Regions from separate parts of the Mus musculus genome. Here region 1 is linked to region 2. A link is a contact called in public HiChIP or PLAC-seq data. All regions are on one chromosome and are shown on one strand. Each heading gives the region's core, a stretch centred on a gene start, on an enhancer-like site or on the middle of the called end of the contact. The rest is flanking DNA. Distances are from core to core; before and after follow the strand shown. Region 1 overlaps A330033J07Rik (RIKEN cDNA A330033J07 gene). Region 2 holds the start of 4931429P17Rik (RIKEN cDNA 4931429P17 gene).

What was found. HiChIP or PLAC-seq counts read pairs in DNA pulled down with a chosen protein or histone mark.
Region 1: a contact with region 2 is called in an H3K4me3 HiChIP or PLAC-seq map of embryonic stem cells, with 22 read pairs. The contact joins the enhancer-like site here to the promoter of 4931429P17Rik in region 2. A contact is called at or near these places in 5 of 39 promoter capture datasets (the 3T3-L1 cell line, 3T3-L1-derived adipocytes, embryonic stem cells and 1 more), 4 of 484 Hi-C or Micro-C datasets (MC3T3-E1-derived osteoblasts, embryonic stem cells, nephron progenitors and 1 more) and 3 of 115 datasets of contacts at active chromatin or transcription factors (all in embryonic stem cells).

What each region holds. Positions count from the first base shown.
Region 1 is chr13:48,235,209-48,239,082 of GRCm38.p6, reverse strand. All of the region lies in intron 1 of A330033J07Rik (RIKEN cDNA A330033J07 gene), which reads left to right. Gm36183 (predicted gene, 36183) reads right to left here. Exons shown (of 7, transcript NR_168048.1): 2 at 3,032-3,098; 3 at 1,970-2,039. Among named protein-coding and RNA genes, the nearest start is that of Gm36183, 9.2 kb to the right of the region's middle. Within about 2 kb of position 2,437, at least 13 of the 459 cell types and tissues checked have an H3K27ac peak or open chromatin away from gene starts, as enhancers often do. A contact at or near this core is called in embryonic stem cells, where this site is marked.
Region 2 is chr13:48,016,273-48,019,963 of GRCm38.p6, reverse strand. 4931429P17Rik (RIKEN cDNA 4931429P17 gene) reads left to right here and starts at 1,356. Exons shown (of 8, transcript NR_038004.1): 1 at 1,356-1,532; 2 at 1,984-2,093.

The sequences.
Region 1 (3,874 bases), core at 1,188-3,687, 220 kb before region 2:
CTGAAAAATAAACAGAAATAAAGAACTTGATTATGGGCCATGGACCTTATTTGGTGGATACTTTTCTAGTGGAGGCAGAATTCCCACTTCATTGGACAACTCGCTGCTGTAACCGCGATGCCTGGAAGAACACGAAGGAGAAAGAATTCATTTTGGCTCATAGTTTCCTAGGGCTTTGTCCATGGCTTTTGTCCCCAGTGTCAGGATGAAGAGTAGCATAGTGGAGGAAGCTATTTACTTTACCTTAACAGGAAGCAGACGAGGGAGAGGAGTGGGTAAGGGGAGGAAGAAACCCTCAGAGATCTGTTCTTGGTGACTTACTTCCTGGAGTTTGCGGTTTCCACCTTGTAAGGCTTCCAGAACCTACCAAAACAGCACTACTAGCTGGTTTGAAGAATTCAAAATGTGAGCTGAACTGATAACATCAACTGAGGCAGAGAGACCTCCGGGGAGGCCACCTCCAACAGTGCCTATATGGTGGCCTTTCTCCAAGGCTCTCCTGATGCCACTCAGGACGATTTATTTGCTCATCTTTGGGCCTCATTGTTCCCCTCAAAAGCACACAACTTTCCAATACCCACTTTTAATAAAACAAACAAACAAACAAACAAACAAACACCACTTGTTTTATCTTGCAAGGAAATCTACATTTTAATCAAAGAAATCCCCTGCCTCCTTTCTGAAAGGCCAAAAGACTTGGTCTTTAAAACCCACACAGTTCAGTTCACTGCCTCCTGGGGAGGAGGAGTCATCTGTATTCCATTCTACTTCTAGAACTGATGGTGGATTCACCGTGATTCTGGGGCAAAGAAATGACAGAGAAGTTGAGCCTGCATTTCTAACTAGAGCCACTGCCCACAGGAGGCTGGACGGGTGACAAGAGCAGAGTAAGCAGAGGAGGGGATGCCCTAAGAATCAAGTGTACTGGTTTGGAAAAGGAAGAAGGTGTGGGCCACAGGGACCAGCAGAGACTAGACTTCCCATAGGTAACATATCTGAACTGAGTTTTCAATTTGAGAGAGAAGCCACAGCCTGAGCTTGGAGCGGCAGAAAGCCCTGCAGAGTTCACAGAAATGAAGCAGGGAGAAAGGCGCCTGGGTGCCTATGAGGTCTAGAAGTGCTGAGAGCTGCCAGGTTAGGCTGCCCTGCTGCAGACAGCAGGGGCTCACTAGCTAGAGGAGAAAGGATTAGGCTGAGGATATCTGCAGTGGCTACACTGAGGAGTGAGATCTATCTTCCAAAAGGGATGGGGAGAGGGGGACGGTTGGATGTTCCCTTAACACAAACAAAGCTCTTGCTTGCTAAGCTTGTGGGTTGAGCAAGAGTTGGTAATGCAAGATTTAAAAGCGCGTCACTTGAGACCTGGAAACTGGCTGGCTGGGCAGAGATACCCTTTGGCCAAAGTGAAGTCCACAAGGCTATTTGCCCTCTAGTGGTAACCACAAAGCATTTTTTTTTTTTTTTTTTTACCCTGGCAGGAGACAGGATTCCTTATCTCTGGTCCAGAAAATGGACAGCTCAGAAGGCTACTGGCCACGATTGCAGGGAGCTGTCTGGTTTAGCATCTAGGCTTAATATATGCAGACTTAATATCAGTTAACTGGAGCAAGAGGAAAATGACACATTTTAATGATCCAGTATACCACCGGTTTTATCGCTTTTATTGGAGTCACTAAATTTGGCACAACTTTTTGGTATAACATTTGATAGATGATGGTGGGCTGCAACAACATATCCTAAGACATCGTTAATATGTTGAAGTGCAGTGTTCTATTTCAAATACACAGTATAGAAACGTATTGCCCGTTTCTCCATGTTTCTCAGAAACTACGACAGGTTCTGAGCAGTTCGTTTAGATTTTACACTTAACATCTAGAAGGAATGCTCTCCCTGCCTTTGCTGAAGGCATTTCACAGAACATCTCATTATTTATTTATCAGGATAAGACTCCAGAAAAAGGTAAGCTTACCGCTGCTCTGCCACCGCCTTGCGCATGAAGACATTCATAATTGATAGACCCGTTTCTTCCTGTGTAGCAGCTAAAATAAATCTAAGGTTAGGTCTGTGGGAATGCAAATCATGCTCTCGTTTTTGTTAAGAAATAAATAGGGGCATACATTAAAAGATGGTGCCAAGGGTGGAGCATGTGGGAGTGGGATAGAAGGGAGGGCAGGAGCTTGGAAAACAAGCTGTAAAGAAACCCAGCCCAGAAGAATATTTCAAACCACGCCTGGCTGAGAAAGTGGTCTCTGGTTCCTTTTGTGCAATCTTCCTTAAGGCAGGTAAAGCAAGCATTGATATGCTCACAAGTCTGCCTTCACGGGCAGGGATGCCTTGCAAGAAGTGGAGTATTTGAGGAGCATTGGACTTACAATGCCTCAGAAAACTCTGGGCTGATGAAGGTGTGTGTGTGTGGCGGGGGGAGGGGTACAGTTTACTGGAATACTTCTGTGCAGCACTAGAAGCGGAAGTGACATCACTGAGTCCTCCTCCCTTTAACGGATGACCAATGAGGAAGAAGAGATAGGTTTATTGGCCAGAGGGATATCTTGTCACCTTATGTAGCTATCAAGGAACAAAACACAGGTTAAAAATATATGTACATGGTATAATAATGATATTTTGGCAAAAATGAACAAAACCTCACAACATTGTGTGTTATTGATGTAATTACATAAAGCAAACTCACAGGTTTGCTCTAAATGGCAAGAATGATCTCAGGTGGAGGGGATTGTGTACAATCTTAATTCTCCCCCACTCACTTTTTGTTAGTTATCTGTATTAGTAAAGGTAGTTTTAAAAATGAAGATATGAATCAACATGGTGGCTCATACCTGTAATTCTAGCACTAGGGAGGCTGCTGTAACTTAGAAGTTAGCCTGGGCTACATCATGAGTTTCAGGTTAATCTGGGCTGTGCACCTTAACACGTGAGTACAGTTGATTTTCCTTCTTTTTCCCTTCCTCTGTCTCCCCACCTCTTTTTTCTTTGCAATGTTAGAGACAGAACCCAGGGCTTCATACATACTCACCAAGAATTCCATGACTGAGCTACGTCTCTAGCTCCAAATGTTTTTGTAACTGTCATCCTGAAGGTAGCTGTTAAGAAATAATAAGTGATTAATTGGGGTTTTAAAAAAACATTAGAAATGCCTACAGGAACTAGGAGAAAAAAAAAAAAAGAATGCTAATCTGATTTTAGAGTGACCTAGATATTTTTGTACCTGGAAGCAAATAAGACTGTATTATTTTATTTTGTAATTTTTAAGTTTTTTTTTTATAATTTGTTTAAGGAAATGATCTTAGAATTAAAGACACACACCAAACTCAAGCAAAGGTTTCGTGATCCACAGGATCTAATAAGAATGCATTGCCCAGCAACCTGGAATAAGTAAGGGTTTAATAAACACATCACTATTTTTGGTTTTTGGCTTTTGATTTTTGGTTTTTTGAGACAGGGTTTCTCTGTATAGCCCTGGCTGTCCTGGAACTCATTCACTGGTTGTGATGGCACACGCCTTTAATCCCAGCACTAGGGAGGCAGAGGCAGGCAGATTTCTGAGTTCTAGGTCAGCCTGGTCTACAAAGTGCGTTCCAGGACAAACACATCACTCTTATTGTAAGTATATAAATTTATTATAGCTCAAACAAACAAAAAAGTGAAAACTCTCCAAAATTGCACAAGAAATAATTGTATAATTTCTAACAAATACACAGTAAAGTTCAAACTGACACCTATAAAATACACCTATAACATTAGGTATGTTATTGCCCACTTATAATGTGAACACAGTTATTTGAAGGTAGGGTGGTATGTTTCCCAACACTGATAATTTTCTGTGAAATGGATTATGTATACCATGCAAGTGAGCAGA
Region 2 (3,691 bases), core at 107-2,606:
TCAATTAGGTGTAGACACAGACTCCAGCTCTTATATAGTGTTTAATTGTACAGATTCCATAAAAAAAAAAACCCACTTAATCTAAAGACACCAAATACTCTCTTTTATTGCTCCACTAAATACTTTTACCAGCAAATGCTTTTGGGGTGCATTTTATTTATGGATTTTTTTTTTCACGATGCTGGATAGCTTTTGTCTTTTTTAGTGCCTTCTAGTTATGGTTGTAGGCTGATCATTTTCTGGTTGGTTTCACACTGAGCTGCCTTAGAACTCGTTGGGAGTGGTAATCGCTTTCCACTGTTTGTATTTTGTTTCCCCCTAGTCTTGTGCTAACTCTTCCCGACTCCAGCAGGAAATTTGCTGTGCCACACATTCACTCTGGGCACCGCTAACACCTCCATGGATAGATCAAGTAAAAGATGTAAATGTTTCTTATTCAAACAAGGAAAGACAAAATCTAATCAACCCTACCAGCAAAAGGAAAAAAAAAAAAAAAGATTGAGAGCTGGAAATCCCCGCCCTCCAACACCCCCGTAAGTGAGATTTGTGAGAGAGAAACGGGTTTATAAATCTGTGTTGGGAAACAAAAACAAATTATAAAAGACCCCTAAAGGAAAAGATTTTGATGGCTTAAAAAACAGCTTGCTTGGCATTCCGTGCTTAAGTTTAAAAATGAAAGTAACACGCTAGAGAAATCAGCAGTAGCAACCTACCAGATTTCTCAACTAGAAGGACCCATCAGAGTTTGTTAGAAGGAACGTAAGAAAAGTTGGAGGACTTTCTGTCACCTTGAACCCTGGTTACTAAGCTCTGGGTGTAGCTAAGGGGTAGTTCTCACAGCTGAGAGCCCTGGAAGGCTCAACCTGAAGGTAAGAATAAAGTTACTGCAGAGCAGACCCGCCTGGGGGCAAAGTGTCACAACCAAAGGCTTGACCAAGGGCCCCAAATATAAGAAATTCACGTGACCAGAATAGAAGCTACTAGTGTTTGGATCTTTTTACACAAAGTTGATTTATGTTTATGTACATGTTTGTGCACGAGCTTACTTGTCTGCATTTGCATTGCTTGTGTGCAGGGACTCTCAGAGGTCAGAAGTGGCCTCAGATGCCCTGGGATCTGAATTCCAAGCGATTATCAGTCTCCTGCTATAGGCACTGGGAACCAAACCCAGGTTCCCTGCATGAGCAGAGAGCTCTTAACTGCCTAGCCAGCTCTCCAGCTGGTCTCTCCTAGCTCAGATACCGGCGGCAGTCTTTTCCTGCAGGGTTCCCAGAGTTCATCTGCTTCCATAAGATGGTGTCTGAGAGGAGGAAGGGCTGCAGGCAGGAAGTGATGTCACAGGTGGGCTGGCAGCTAGAAACATGGATTCTGATTACATAGAGGGCTGCAGGCCATCAAAACCCAGTGCTAATCAATGATTCGCTCAGACCCCAGACCCAAGGTCATCTGGCCGCGCTTCTGGGATTCTAGAAAGCACGGATGGGGACGAGGAACGGGGGAAGAACAGAGGTTGGGGTTGGAGAGAGAATGAAGTATGTTTATTGTATATTTTTCCACTTTTAAAAGACTGTATTTTCTTAAGGTGTGTGTGTGTGCACATACGTGCGCATATACATGTACGTAAGCTAGCAGAGGGCATAGGATTCTCTGGTACCGGAGTAAGAGGGGATTGTGAGCCTCTCAGCAGAGGTAGCAGACCCTAAACTTGGGTCCTCTGCAAGAGCAGTATACAAGCTTAACTGCGGAGCCATCTCTCCAGCCCGCATTTTATTTCTCCTTAAACTAATCTGTTATTGTTCCCTCTGAACTATTTAGAGCTATTTGGGTTCCGTAAGTTCTGTGTCTGGGTGCTATCAGAGGCCTCTTCAAAGCAAACTTAAAGTATTTCCTTAAGCGGTGCACGCACAGGTTAATGCTACTCTGTGCACCTTGGCCTTTGGGGACTCTCAGTGGATAACTAATCAGTGCGTCTGTTGTTTCTAGGAAACATGGAGAGAAAACAATCACCTCTGTTCTCCTCTCTGGGCCAAAAGAGTGAGCAGTAATGAGCGAGCCTGGGAGGGCACCTGGGAACCACAAGCCCCAACACACAGGTTAGCATCGCCTGGCTGACCTAGCTCACAGGTGCGCCCGTTGCCAGGTAACACTAAGGGCCTCTGGGTGCTTTCAGAAGGCCTGCAGCTGGGCTCCGAGAGGTGTGGGCACAGCCTGGGGCCATGGCAAAGCAAAGCAGAGGGAGTTAGTTTCAGGGCACCCGGCAGGGCAGCCAATGCTCATCCCCGTGGCAAGTAGAAGCATGCTGGGTTTGGCCCTGAGTGCCAGGCAGGTCTGCCTTAGCTGCCTGTGCTGTGAGGAGCTTCTCTGATCACCTGCGGGCTACCCTATAGGTGTAGAACGGGGAGTGAAATCTGTTCTGCACAGCTAGGAACTCACTATTTATGATTGCATTTGTATTCCTATACGTTTGTGTTCCTGTTCATACTTATATTGTTTATATTTACATCTGCACATTTATGCTTATTAACATTGTTCATATTTACAATGATATACACATATATTGATAGCCTGACCTTGCAAAGTTATATTTGATTTTCTCTCTTGATCTTTGTGGGTGTGCATGTGTGGGTGTGAACATGTCAATCTTGTGTGTTAGTTCTTACCTTCCACCCTGTTGGAGACAGGGTTGTCTTTTTTTTTTTTTTTTTTTTTTTTTTTTTTTTTTTTTTTTTGGTGCTGTGTACACCAGGTGAGCCAATACACACGCGTCAAAAAATTCTCCTGTCTCTACCTCCCACCTCTAACTGGGAACACAGGAATTGGTCACACAGCAGCCTCTGGTCTTATTTGTGTTATGGGGATCTGTATATAGGATCTCGTGCTGAGTGGCAAGCCTCTCCCCACTGAACCATCTTCCTAGTCTCAAGGTCATAATTTTAAAAATTCCTGAGACAAATGTATGGAGTACATTTCTATATTCGGGGAAGGTACCATAATTCTTAAAGTGTTCCATACGGGTTTGGACAGAGCCGTTGATAGTTTGAAAGCACACAAGGGCTAGTCTCAGCTCGCAGGCAGCATTTCCTTCAACCTTGCCAGAGGCTCTGAAGGCTTGGTTTTCTCTGCAGTTCTATTTTACACAGACCATGAGTCACCATGGTCTCTTGCACATGGCTTTCATTCGGAGTCTGCCTTTTCTAACCCATGTATCTGAAGGATCTTGAATCCAAAATCTTGGTTCCAAATAACATCAGAAGTATCCAGCTCTGCTTCACTCTAAGCTACTGCTGATTTGTCTTTTGTGAGCCGTAATAGGCTTTGGCCAATTTGCACACTTGTAGGGTTCTGCTTTTCATTGTCCATGATCATGAGAGCCGGAGGTGTACACATAGCACAGGGCTACTATGTATAAGAGTACATAGTAGCCCTGTGCTAAGAGTACATGGTGGTGCATTATCATAGTCCTGGGGCCAGTTCTGAGATGCAAGTACAGTTGAAGCATCTGCAGCTTCCAGAGACTGTTAATGAGGTAGTTAGTTTCAGGGAAGGGTAAGTCTTGAGAGAGAACTGGCCAGCCTTTTCCGATCCAGGTCTTCTTCACACCCAAGTCTCTCTGGGCCTATCCATATGATCTGCATCTGTCTGGAGTGAAGAAAAGATGAACAAGAGGCCTTGAGGTTGAGGCAGAGGCAGC